Regions from separate parts of the Mus musculus genome. Here all the other regions are linked to region 2. A link is a contact called in public HiChIP or PLAC-seq data. All regions are on one chromosome and are shown on one strand. Each heading gives the region's core, a stretch centred on a gene start, on an enhancer-like site or on the middle of the called end of the contact. The rest is flanking DNA. Distances are from core to core; before and after follow the strand shown. Region 1 overlaps Lrsam1 (leucine rich repeat and sterile alpha motif containing 1). Region 2 holds the start of Niban2 (niban apoptosis regulator 2). Region 3 holds the start of Slc2a8 (solute carrier family 2, (facilitated glucose transporter), member 8).

What was found. HiChIP or PLAC-seq counts read pairs in DNA pulled down with a chosen protein or histone mark.
Region 1: a contact with region 2 is called in an H3K4me3 HiChIP or PLAC-seq map of embryonic stem cells, with 45 read pairs. The contact joins the enhancer-like site here to the promoter of Niban2 in region 2. A contact is called at or near these places in 1 of 39 promoter capture datasets (the HPC-7 cell line), 1 of 15 datasets of contacts at CTCF or cohesin (the NIH/3T3 cell line), 36 of 484 Hi-C or Micro-C datasets (the AML12 cell line, B cells, the Ba/F3 cell line and 20 more), 12 of 115 datasets of contacts at active chromatin or transcription factors (the HPC-7 cell line, SST interneurons, craniofacial prominence and 5 more) and 3 of 9 other capture datasets (adipose tissue, liver and pancreatic islet).
Region 3: an H3K4me3 HiChIP or PLAC-seq map of embryonic stem cells shows a contact between it and region 2, with 25 read pairs. The contact joins the promoter of Slc2a8 here to the promoter of Niban2 in region 2. A contact is called at or near these places in 7 of 39 promoter capture datasets (the 3T3-L1 cell line, the SN4741 cell line, embryonic stem cells and 4 more), 1 of 484 Hi-C or Micro-C datasets (cerebral cortex), 6 of 115 datasets of contacts at active chromatin or transcription factors (embryonic stem cells, extraembryonic endoderm stem cells and microglia) and 1 of 9 other capture datasets (liver).

What each region holds. Positions count from the first base shown.
Region 1 is chr2:32,939,888-32,943,637 of GRCm38.p6, forward strand. It overlaps Lrsam1 (leucine rich repeat and sterile alpha motif containing 1), which reads right to left. Exons shown (of 26, transcript NM_199302.3): 16 at 1,916-1,986; 17 at 354-453. Among named protein-coding and RNA genes, the nearest start is that of Lrsam1, 20 kb to the right of the region's middle. Within about 2 kb of position 1,419, at least 11 of the 459 cell types and tissues checked have an H3K27ac peak or open chromatin away from gene starts, as enhancers often do. A contact at or near this core is called in embryonic stem cells and induced pluripotent stem cells, where this site is marked.
Region 2 is chr2:32,874,079-32,877,833 of GRCm38.p6, forward strand. It overlaps Niban2 (niban apoptosis regulator 2), which reads left to right and starts at 2,056. Exons shown (of 14, transcript NM_146119.2): 1 at 2,056-2,326. The coding sequence starts at 2,272. All of the region lies in intron 2 of Gm13523 (a long non-coding RNA gene), which reads right to left.
Region 3 is chr2:32,980,508-32,984,511 of GRCm38.p6, forward strand. Slc2a8 (solute carrier family 2, (facilitated glucose transporter), member 8) reads right to left here and starts at 1,576. Exons shown (of 10, transcript NM_019488.5): 1 at 1,451-1,576; 2 at 1,214-1,376; 3 at 854-1,060. The coding sequence starts at 1,506.

The DNA.
Region 1 (3,750 bases), core at 169-2,668, 65 kb after region 2:
TTTCTTGTTAGTTTTTGTTTGTTTGTTTGTTTGTGACCATGCCCCCGCCCCGTCCCCAACTTCAGCTTTGATGTAGAGCGGGACAGATAACACTTCCATCCCCATACTCAGGCCAGCACTTGGCACACAGGTGGGCTTGGAGGTAGAGGCCACCCTCACTTTATCACTGTCTGACCCTGACTCATGAGTCTGGATGGAAGAATCCGGAGGCTGGCCGTCCATCACCTGTCCCTGGTAATCTGTCCAAACCCGGGACGGCCCAGGGAGTTCAGTGTCCAGCTCTCGCTCCCGTCTCGGGACCCCAGCCAACACCCTCGGAGCCCTCACCTGGGAACACACATTCCTTACCTTACCTGGAACAGGCCTGCTGCGCCAGGCTCTGCCTCTGAGACTCATAGGCCATCTGGATGAGCCGGCTCTTACAGCTCTCCGTCAGCATCTGCTGCATGGCGGCTGTGGAGAGAAGGCTGTGAGCCGCTGAGAAAAGGCTAGGGATCCCGGGTAAGGCCAAAGGGGTCACCTGCTTACTGGTGGACAGTTATCCTAAACAAAGTCCCCCCGCCCCCCTTTCCTTCCATCACTGCTAGATAGCCCAGCCTGGCCTTGAACTCTCAATCCTCCTGTCCCAGCATCCTGAGTTCCGTGATTGCAGATGAGTATCAGCACCCAGCTCTAAAAAATACCTACATTGCTGGGCCGTGCTGGCGCATGTCTGTAGTCCCAGTACTCAGGAGACAGAGGCAGGAGAATCTCTGAGTTTGAGGCTTGTGCACCCTGTACATGCAGAGCCTGGGGAGGCCAGATGATGGCACTGCATCCCCTGGGACTGGAGTTACAGATGTCCTGAGCCACCATAAGGTTCTGGGATTAGAATCCAGGTCCTTTGGAAGAGCAGTAACTACTGAGCCAGCTCTCTAGTTTTTTGGTAGATTTATTAGAGCAGTAAGGGGATGGGGGTCAAGGCGGGGGTGGGGGGGAGCTAGAGAGATGGCTCAGCAGTTAAGAGTACAGATTGCTCTTCAAGCGGTCCTGAGTTCAATTTCCAGCAACCACAGGGTGGCTCACAACCATCTGTAATGGGATGCAATGCCCTTTTCCAGTATGTCGGTGTGTCGGAAAACATTAACAGTATACTCATATAAATAAAATAAATAAATCTTTAAAAATAGAGAGAGCAGTTCAGGGCCGGGAGTGGCTCAGTGGCCGTGTACTTGCCCAGCCTGTGCAAGGCCTGTTCAATCAAAGCAAAGCACCCAGGAAGTGTGACAGGCTTAGAAACTCAAACCCCTGGATGTGGGTCCTGCCTCTGTGGAATTAACCTAATAAACACCATTCGGTGACTTTCACAGCTGTTCCTTAACTGTGACCTTGAACAGAGCTGTCAGTGGGCTGAGCCCTCTGTAGGTGTGGTGAACACCTGTGTGTCAAGTGTCTGGCTCTGTCTGAAAGCCCTTCCAGGACAAAGGCCCCAAAGATAAGGAGAGCCCATCTCCATTTTAACTAAGGGCAAGCTCAGCTTCAGAGACCCTCCTCAGCTCCCGGCTGCAGGCTCTCAGACCTGTCTGGGGCAGGTGCCACTGGTGGGTACATGTGGAGCTCAGGACCACACTGGGCACACCAGGAAGGGGAAGTCTGCCCAGGAGCCAAGTGAGCTGATGCCAGCTCTCGGTGACAGGTTTGTGACATGCCCAGGCTTGACCCCTGGGATCCTCCTGAAGGTCCCATGTTTTCCCTGTGTAGTTTCCCCCACTCTATAGACAGAAAATTCGAGACTCAGAATCCAAGCTTGGCTGACCCTGGGGCCTGAGCTCCAGGACAGACTTGGCTGCCCTTCCACAGAGTGGACACTCAGTACCCTGCCCGGGTAACAGAGAGGCTACCTGAAAGCTCTGTCCAGAAATCTCCCACAACTCACCGGCGATCTCACGCTGCCTGAGGTTCTCTGTCTCCTCCTGGGTGATGGACATCAACTGCTCCATTCTTATTCTGGAGAAAAAGCAAAAGCAAAACGCATCCACTCATTCTTCAAATACATTTCAACAAGAATCTCACCAGAGCCAGGCTGTGATGGTGCACACCTTCAATCCCAGCACTTGGGAGACAGACACAAGTAGATGTCTGTGAGTTCAAGGCCAGCAGTTCTAAGACAGCCAGGGCTACACAGAGAAGCCCTGTCTTGAAAAATAAAATAATGAAAATAAAGTCCATGTATGGTACATAAACAGACATTGGCCTAAAAGCAGCTCAAACAGGCTTTTATTCATCCGAGGAGGGTCTATCATGTAGCCCTGACTGCTGCCTTTGCCTTCAGAGTACAAACAAGGTTTTAAAACTGATTATGGGTATGGGTCTTCTGCCTACGTGAATATCTATTCTCCACATTTGTGCCTGGGGCCACAGAAGCCAGAAGGCATCACACCCCTTGGAACCGGAGTTATAGCTGGTTGTGAGCCACCATGTGGGTGCTAGGGATTGAACCAGGTCCTCTGGAAGAGCAGCCAGTGTTCTCATCTACTGAGCCATTTCTCCAGCCCCTATAAACACGGTTTTTGGCATAAAACTCATCTATGACATAAGAAGTGGACACATTTAAAGGTAACTTTGCATACATGCACGCACGCTGAAACTTTGCATATACACATGCACGCTGAAACTTTGCATACATACACCCACAAACGCTGTAATGTGCTGTTTTGCATTCACCAGAATTGGCCTGATCGATTAGTGCCTTGTTCCTGGGTGTGACTTAGTTCAAGGCCTGGAGTCTCTCAGAGGCTCCACTTGCTGCTACTGATACGAGATTGTCCTCTGAGCCGGTCTAGCCCAGCACCAGATATGGTCTGTCAGGAAGGCTTGAATGGATGGCAGCACCAGTTACTGCTCAGCTGCGCCTCAACAGCCACACAACAGGATTGGACTAGGCAGACCCCAGGGAGGACTCTCAAGATCTTCCTAGGTGGTGAGGGCTAAGATGACTGGGGGAGGGGAGGTTCCCAGGATAGCTCAGAAATACCATTATCGTGGTGCCCAGGAGAATCAGGAGAGACACAGCAGACACCTTGGGAAGGAACAGGCCAAGGTGCCCTTCCTACCATCGTTTTGTTTGTTTGTTTCTCCTTCCTTCCTGTCTTTTAAAAATTCATTTTTCATTTGTTTTTTTGGACAGGCCTCACTACGTTAGCCTGGAACTTCCCATGTAGACCAGGCTGGTCTTGAGCTTGGGATTGTCTTGATTGCTTGGGTTATAGACATGCCCCACCATGCTCAGTCTTACCTTGTGTGTGTGTGTGTATACATATGTGCATATATGTGTATGTGTGTGTGTGTGCGCGAGTATACGTGTTTGCAGAGGCCGTGGGTCAATGCTACACGTCTCCCTCTCTCTCTGTCCATATGATTTTTTGAGACAGGATTTCTCATTGAACCTGGAGCTTCAATAGGTCAGCTGGCCAGTGAGCCTCAGATTCCTGTCTCTGTCCCTCATCCTGCAATTACAGGCATGCACTGCCATGCTTGAGTTTATGTGGATGCTAGGCTAGGTCTGAACTCATCTCATGCCTGTGTCCTCATCTCATGCAAGCTCTTTACTGAGCCTTCTCTCAGGCCCTTTCTGGTACAGAATGGAGCGGGACTTCTATACTGTGCAATAGAAGCTGGCTTTGAACTCCCTATCCCTCCAAACTCCTGCTTCTGCTTCCCTGATGCGAGAATGACAGCTGTGTGCCAGCCTGACCTACTCTCCCTTAGGAC
Region 2 (3,755 bases), core at 806-3,305:
CTGTGAGACTTGGACAAAAGTCGCTTTCCTTCTCTGGCCCACCTCTGCACAAGGAAACTGAAAATCTCTGCCAGCCTGCCTCCAATTCCTCCTGGTGACTCTGAACACATCCTGTTTTTCTCAGGCTTGCCCTTTGCCTGTGTGGGCCCCGCTCCCTGAGTGGCCTTTCCTTGCTACATGCTGTCACAATTCTCGTTTTTCAACTTTCAGCTCTGGTACTGTGCTTAAATCACTGTCCTCATAACACAATGTTCTGTTCCCTCCCTCAGACTTCAGGAGGGCAGGGACCAGAACAACATTTCTGTTTATTGAGAAAGTGACTGTCTATGGTAGGCACTCTCTCTCTTCCTAGCCTCCCCACAAAGTATCATTACTCTGACTTGACAGGTGAGGGGACTGAGCTCAACAAGGAATGCACTTGTCCAGGGTCATAGAGGATAGGTAGCTTGTGTGTGTGCATGTGTATGTGTGTGTGTGCACACAAACCTGTATATGTTTGTGTGCATGTTTTCTAGACAGGGTCTCTCTCTGTAGCCCTGGCTGTCCTAGAACTCCCTCTGTAGATCAGGCTGGCCTCGAACTCAAGAGCTCCACCTACCTCTGCCTCCTGAGTGCTGGGTTAAAGACGAGAGCACCACTAGTTGTCCAGTTTAGCCATTGAACTTTTGAAAGAGGGTCTTCCTATGTGTCTTAGACTGGCCTCAAACTTGCTTTGCAGCTTGTTTAGGCTGACCTCAACATCTTATCATTTATTTGTTTATATGTACATGTGTTTTCCTGCATGAATTTATTCACCCCAGGTGAGTATAGTAGCTTGTAGAGGCAGAAGTAGTAGTCAGATACCCGGGAAATGTAGTTATAGGCATTTGTGAACTGCCTGATGTGGGTGCCAGGAAAGGACCGGAGTGCTCTTGCAAGAGTAGTAAGAGCTCTTACCGCTAAGCTAAGCCGTCTCGCCAGCCCCACAGCCTCAGATCTGTCCTCCCTACTGCATGCACCCCTACACTTAAGCACAGCATCTTGCAGGAGGCTTAGCAAATGAGTGTTCACCACAGTGGCTGACTGCTGATGGAAAGCATGACAGAGAGTCTGCATCACCTGGTGTGGTGGTGACAGGCCTACAAGACAGGTGCCTAGTTATAGGTAACTGTTACAATCCTGCTGCCAGGTGTCAGGGTTACAGGGAGAGCAGCTAATAACTGGTGGAGCGCATTATAGTGGTGAGCCAAGAGGTGTGAGGGAGCAGCAACACAGCCAGCCCTGGTCACACAGGCAGTGCAGACCAAGTCATCAAATTAGTCTCCTCTACCGGCTTGGGAGGTCCAGAAACCGAAACACCTTCTGTTAGTTACCTACCCATGCCCAGCCCTACTGTACAAGTACCCAGAGTCCGAGGTCCCGGCTTTTCATTTCAGACAGTCTAACAAAGTGCAAAAATAGCCTTCCTGCTTTGCTCTGTTCAGCAAGCCTCCTTCGAATGAAACGCCCACGAGCCGGGCCTGAGGAATGACCTCTTGATGATATCTTTGAGCTCTAACCATGTCCCCCCGCACCCCCCGCCCCATCTCTTCCCCTCCCTTGTCCCTCAGTCTTCCACCCCATACTTGTCCATTTTCCCTCCCCGTCTACCCCTATCTATTGTGCAAGACGGGTTGGCACACCTTCTAGGACAGGTCCGATCAAGGCTAGGGGACTTCCCCAGTGCAAGCAGCTGTGGGCGAGACTGGGGGAAGGGGGCAGGAGGAATGCTGAATTCCCACACGTCCGTCCCGGCGTCCCCTTGTAGTCCCTACATTGTCCTCGGCTTGAGGAGGGGAGAGGAGACGCTTAGGCTACAGCCCCAAGGGCTCTCCGTTTTCTGCGATACCCCCATCAGCCTTTTCTTCGCTGCTATCTGAATTTGAAGCACACCAAGCAGGTCCGTCCCGGGTCTCCTTTCTGGGGATCTTCTCTTTGTCTAAGTCTCCTCGCTGTCTGGAGGTCCCCTCCCGCCTTGGACTGGAGAGGAGGGCGTGGCTCCGACAGGGGCGTGGCCTGGCCTGGCCTGGCGGGGCGGGGCGGGGCGGGCGCCGGGGCTTGGGCGCGGGCTAGAGAGGCAGCAGCGGCCGGAGGGAGGGACGCGGTGGGGATCTCGGTGGGAGCGCAGAGAGAGCAGCCGAGGCGGCAGCGGGGCTGCGGGGCGACGGCGGCAGCGGGGCCTGCGGACTCCATGGCGCCAGCGGCGTCAGTCTGAGTAGCGGCGGGCGGATCCGGCCGCGTCTTCTCCTCGCCATGGGAGACGTACTGTCCACACACCTGGATGACGCACGGCGCCAGCACATCGCAGGTGAGCACCGCTCAGCGCCCGGCCGGCCTGGGGCTCCCCGGGCACCCCGGGCCACGCCTCCGATCTCATGGGGAGCGGTACTCGAGAGTCAAGGCCCAGGTCGGGACGAGAGCCGGCCAGACCCTTACTCTTCCTCCGAACTTGTTCTCTCTCGGTCTGGACGGCCCTTCCAGGCCCTTCTGTATGCTCCTTTCACCCTTTGAGGAGCCTGGGATCCCATTTCTCTACTGGATCCCACTGCTCCCCTTGGAGCCCAGCCTGGCCAGAACCATGCACTTACAGGCGTGGCGGAGGGGTCGCGCCCCCCATCTTTCCCAACAACGTTCCAAGCCTAACCTCTACTCTGGACTCTGCCCCACAGAGTCAGACCTTCCAGACTCCCCCCTCAGCTGCCTTGTTCCTCCTCGCCCTGGCCTCAGTCCGGGTACACGTGGCTGAAGCTTACAGGGGGATGGGCCCTTAGAGAGCCGGGGACCGAATGTGGAGAGTGGGGCTAAGGAGAGATGGGGTGCCCTTGAAGGGGCGGGTCCCTGTCTTTGGGCTTTACCTCAGCAGAGTGCTGGCACTACAGCCTAGGGGGTCTGTTTATGGCCAGAGCTGGTTCTCTCAGAGCCAGAGTTCAGTCTCTCAGTACCTCTCAGTACCTTCCTTCTGCCAGCCTTGCTCTCAGCCTGTCACTGCGCGGTGGACACTTCTCTAGAGGGAGTTGCTCCCAAGTCTGTGGAGTGCAGGATCCTGGGCTCATTGTAGGGAGTGGGAGATGGGGTGAGAATCTCAGGCTATCCCAAAACAAAGCTTGGCTGACCACAGGCAAGTCAGGCCTGGCGGTCCTGAATGTAATTTCAGCTTCTCTCCCAAGTGTGTGATCCTGAGCCAGTCTCTTTTGTTTTGGTTTTCCCAGCCAGGGTCTCACCATGTAGTTGTGGCTGTAGACCTGGCTGGCTTCGAATTCGTAGAGAGCCACTTGCCTCTGCCTTCCAAGTGCTGGGATTAAAGGCCTGGGGCACCACTGCCCTGCTTGAGCCAGTCACAATGTCCAAGAGCTTCGGTGTTGCCTTCCTAAGGGGCGGGTGTTGACTTCTTGGGATGGCTGCTGAGAGCTTAGTGAGCTTTGCTTAGTACAGGAGGCCCTGAGACCTGGCGTGCCAACCAGCTGGGTTTATCAGAGCACAGGAAGAGGAGACAGTTCCTTTGGTTTCATTTGTCTCCCTGTTCATTGAGTGTGGTGTCCCTACATTATCTTGATGTCCTGTTGGGTGCTTGGCTATATTTCCCCTTGATAGCAGGGACCCTAGAATAAGGCAGGTGTCCCCACTTCCAGGGCTTCACTGTGGCCGGGCACAAAGAAGGTGCCAAAGAAGGACTATCCAGTCACTTGGCCAGGCCTGGAGTTGGGGACAGGATGGGTGATATAGACCATTTCTCACCT
Region 3 (4,004 bases), core at 326-2,825, 110 kb after region 2:
GATTGAGATAGAGTTTCATGAAGCCTAGGCTAGCTTCCCGAGCTGAGGAAAACCTTGAATTCCTGATCTTCATGTATTTAACCCTCAAGTGTTGGGATTACAGGCATGTGCCACCAGGCCCAGCCCAGCACACATTTAATATGCACAGATGTGAGTTAGAACGAAAGACTTCTCCCTTGCTGTCTGATGTGTCCTTGTTCAGCCCAGTCCTAACAGGGGTGCCATCACTTCTAATCTCAGGAGTCACTAGACATTATCCATACATACTTCTAGATTATCCTATACTTTATGCTCTAGTAAAAACAAACAAACACAAAACAAAAACAACCCACAGGTCCCCAGTCTCCCTTTCCTCTAGCTCCTTCACGCCTCCAACAGATGAAGAGGATAAGCAGGAGGCCATGGAAGTGAAGGAGGGATGGGTGGTCATCCAAGTGTGTAGCCACAGGTTGCTGGTGACCCTCAGTTGCTAGGGTCTAAATCTTTTCAGACACTATCCCGGGCCAGCAGTTTCCTGTGCAAAGGCCGAAACCACCTCGGGACTAGGCCTTACTTTACAGGGGGGCACTGAGGCTGGGAGAGAAGCCTGTGTCCAGGTAAGTGGTCCAGGTGTGTGGGCTGCAAGGTATATGTAGCCTTCACTGCAAGCAGTGAAGGGAGCCTGCAGCCTATCCTAGGGACAAACCAGAGTAGAACTGCCCAGTTAACAAGAAAATAGGGGCATTCCCGTTATCGCTGCCTAGCATACAGTGACACCACCATAGTAGAGTAAAAGATCAGTAAGGAACTGCCTCGCTGCTGACCGGCTGCCCCCTGCCTGGCAAAGGTCATCTAGGAGGCTCAAACCACTCACCGGTGCCACTAGTGAGGCGACTCCGCAGGCAAGGCCGGTGAGGAGGCGGCCTCCGAGCAGCATCCACACATCCCGGGCCGCGGTGATGACAGCAAAGCCAGTCACGAAGGGCACGGTGCAGAGCAAGAGGCTCAGCTTGCGCCCTGCACGGTCCAGGAGCCAGCCGCCCAGTATGCCCCCTGCAGCAGCGCCCAGGGTCACGACGGCCTGGGGACCCGGGACGGGCTGAAGAGGAGGCCACCAGGGGCCATGGCCCACGATCCTTCCACCCCACGCCCCCTAGTCTCAGAGGAAAGAGAATGAGGAGGATCCTGGGGTGCGGCAGAGAGTGGGGGACCCAGGACTCCCCAGAGGGCTCACCCCGAACCAGGAGGCCGCATTGTCTCCGAGGCGCAGGGCCGGGGGTGCGGTGCGCCGCAGGCTGGGGATGGCGGGGGAGCTGTAGCCGAGCGCGAAGCCGAAGCTGAGGGGTCCCAGAGCGGCGGCGAAGGAAGCGAGGAAGACCCGGCGGCCGCGGGGAGTCCTACGGGTACAAGGCGGGGCGTGAGCGGTGTCGCCGGGCGTGAGAGAGTGACCGCGGCCCCTGGGAGTCCTCACCTGGCTTCCGGTGGCCGCAATAGCGGCTGCGTCTCCTGGGGGTCCTCGGGAGACATGTCAGCAGGACCTGACCCGCGAACTGTCGCCGCTCGGGCGAGCGCGGCCTCCGCTGCAGGAGTGACCAATGGGATGCTAGAACCCGGCCCCCAACCAGAGCTGGCCAATGGAAGTACAGAGCCGGTTGCAAAGCTCAATGGAGCTGAACTACGCCAGCGACCCAAGTAAAGGTTTGCAGGGAGCTGTGTCCGGGACCCAGGCACGACTGTCCAATTGGAGTGTGGTGTGAGTCTGAAGGCGTGGCCCATCAGGTCTGAGCTTGCCAATGAGAATGGAAAGATTGTTTGGGTGTTTTGTTTTTGTTTTTCCCTCTAATCATCTATTGGGGGCTGGAGGGAGTGGGGGGGGGGGGGATGGACAGAGGTGACAGTGTGCCTGTGCACGTTCGAAGTAAACTTCCCTGAGTTTGTTTTCCTTCCACCAAGTGGATCCTCCGGATCGAACGGAGGTCGTCAAGCTTGAGGGCAAACACCTTACAAGCAGAGTCATCTCGCTGCCCCTATTTTGGTGGTTTCTTTTGCTTTTATTTAAACTTTATTTGTATGAGTGTTGTTTACATGTTCACGTGTGTGTGTGTGTGTGTGTGTGTGTGTCCCATGCATTCCTGGTGCTTGTAGAATTCAGAAAGCATCATCAGATCCTACGGAACTGGAGTTAGAGATTGTTGTGAGCCATGTGTGTGCATGCTTGAGCCCTCTGCTGGAACAAGTGTTCGTAAGCATTGAGCCATCCTTTATATTTTTACTTTTATTTTATTTTAATTTTTATATGGAATTGTCTCTAAATCTAGCCTCCACTAATGAGGGTAGTAGTGGGTCAGCGATGGATCACACTGGCTCCCGAAAGACTTCCCACCCTTACTACCCACAGTTCCCTGGAATAGGCTCCTCCCCAACTTTGACTTCTGCTTCAGAGAGCGTCAGGGTGAAAAGGCTCCAAGAAAACTCTCTTGGGCCACCTGTTCCTATCCTTGGACTTTCTGACATTGACCTGGTGCTTCTGGTAGCAGCTCACCTTCATCATGAGTGCTACAAATGTCTAGAATTCTGAGATGATGAGGACCCTGTCAGGCAAGGTCCCCCATTCCAGAAGTGGGACAGAGTGGAACTTAGTGATTCCCTTGTTCCCTGGTTACCCCACGATCATGGTAATTATCTCTATTGTCCTCCCGCCCCGAGTCTCCCTGTGATTGTGTGCCTCTACTGCTCTGCTTAATCGCTACCTTTGTGGCAGCTTCATCCGTACAGATGTAGAAAGAACCAGTGAGAGGCACCTAGTCCCTCTCTGTGCCTGGGTGTCTTCATCTCTAGAGGGCTGTGAGCAGGCTAAGCCTTAAAATGCCCATCCCGTCTGTACAGTGGTTTTACGTTACTGCAGCCACCCAATTGTAGCAACCAGCAGTTTGAAGTTTTGATCACAAGACTATTCTTTTTTTTTTTTTTAAAGATTTATTTATTTATTATATGTAAGTACACTGCAGCTGTCTTCAGACACTCCAGAAGAGGGAGTCAGATCTCCTTACGGATGGTTGTGAGCCACCATGTGGTTGCTGGGATTTAAATTCCGGACCTTTGGAAAAGCAGTCGGGTGCTCATACCCACTGAGCCATCTCACCAGCCCACAAGACTATTCTTAAAGGCGGGCGGGCAATACCGGCTTGTCCTTCTACGAAGTTTCCTGCTTGGGTGATAGATCTTATCACTGCTTTGAAATCACCTGCTCTTCTCTCTTTTTTTCCCAATAGGCATCAGGTTTCTGATGTCTGCAGAGTAAAGGTCATGGATGAATTGTATCCAGACTGGGTACTTTGTACCCGAGTGACTGGCTCAGCAGAGTGGCTTATGTAGAAGGGATGCTACAGTAAGCCCAGCTAGCACCAGACTTCTGAGTCATGGGCACCTAGGAACCATTGGCTAGTGGTATCCCTGCCCAATCTGGACCAGATATTGTCTCTAGGAAAGCCCCCCCCCCCCCCGTCCCTTTCTATGAGCAAAGCAATACTAGCTTGGTGAGTCAGATCTCTCTCTTGCTTCCTCTGTATCTCTCATACCTTTGTCTCTTATTTAGTCATAAGCGGCTTCATTACTGTCCTGGAAGAATAAATACAGGCTTGATTTTTTTTCCTGTTTCATCAAGATATAACAACAAAAAACGACAGGAAAAATACAGACACAAGCTCCTTAATTTGTATAACAGAAAAACCAGCAGCCAGCCATGTGGCACAAGCCTGCTTCCCAGTTAGCACTTGGAAGGTCCAGTGGAAGAATCAAAAGTTCAAGGCCAGCCCTGGCTCCAGGAAACTGAACTTCTTCTCCCTAATCCTAAAACAGATAAACAGCAGCCAAGCCCAGCTGATAGGAAATACTTAGCCTGCCTCTGAAAGACACACGGGGCAGAGAGAGGCACATGTTTCTGGGACTAAAAGAACATAAGGGTCAAACCATCTACTCTTTTGGAGTCTGTTTTCTTACCTTAAAAGCAGATGGTCTGGAAGATG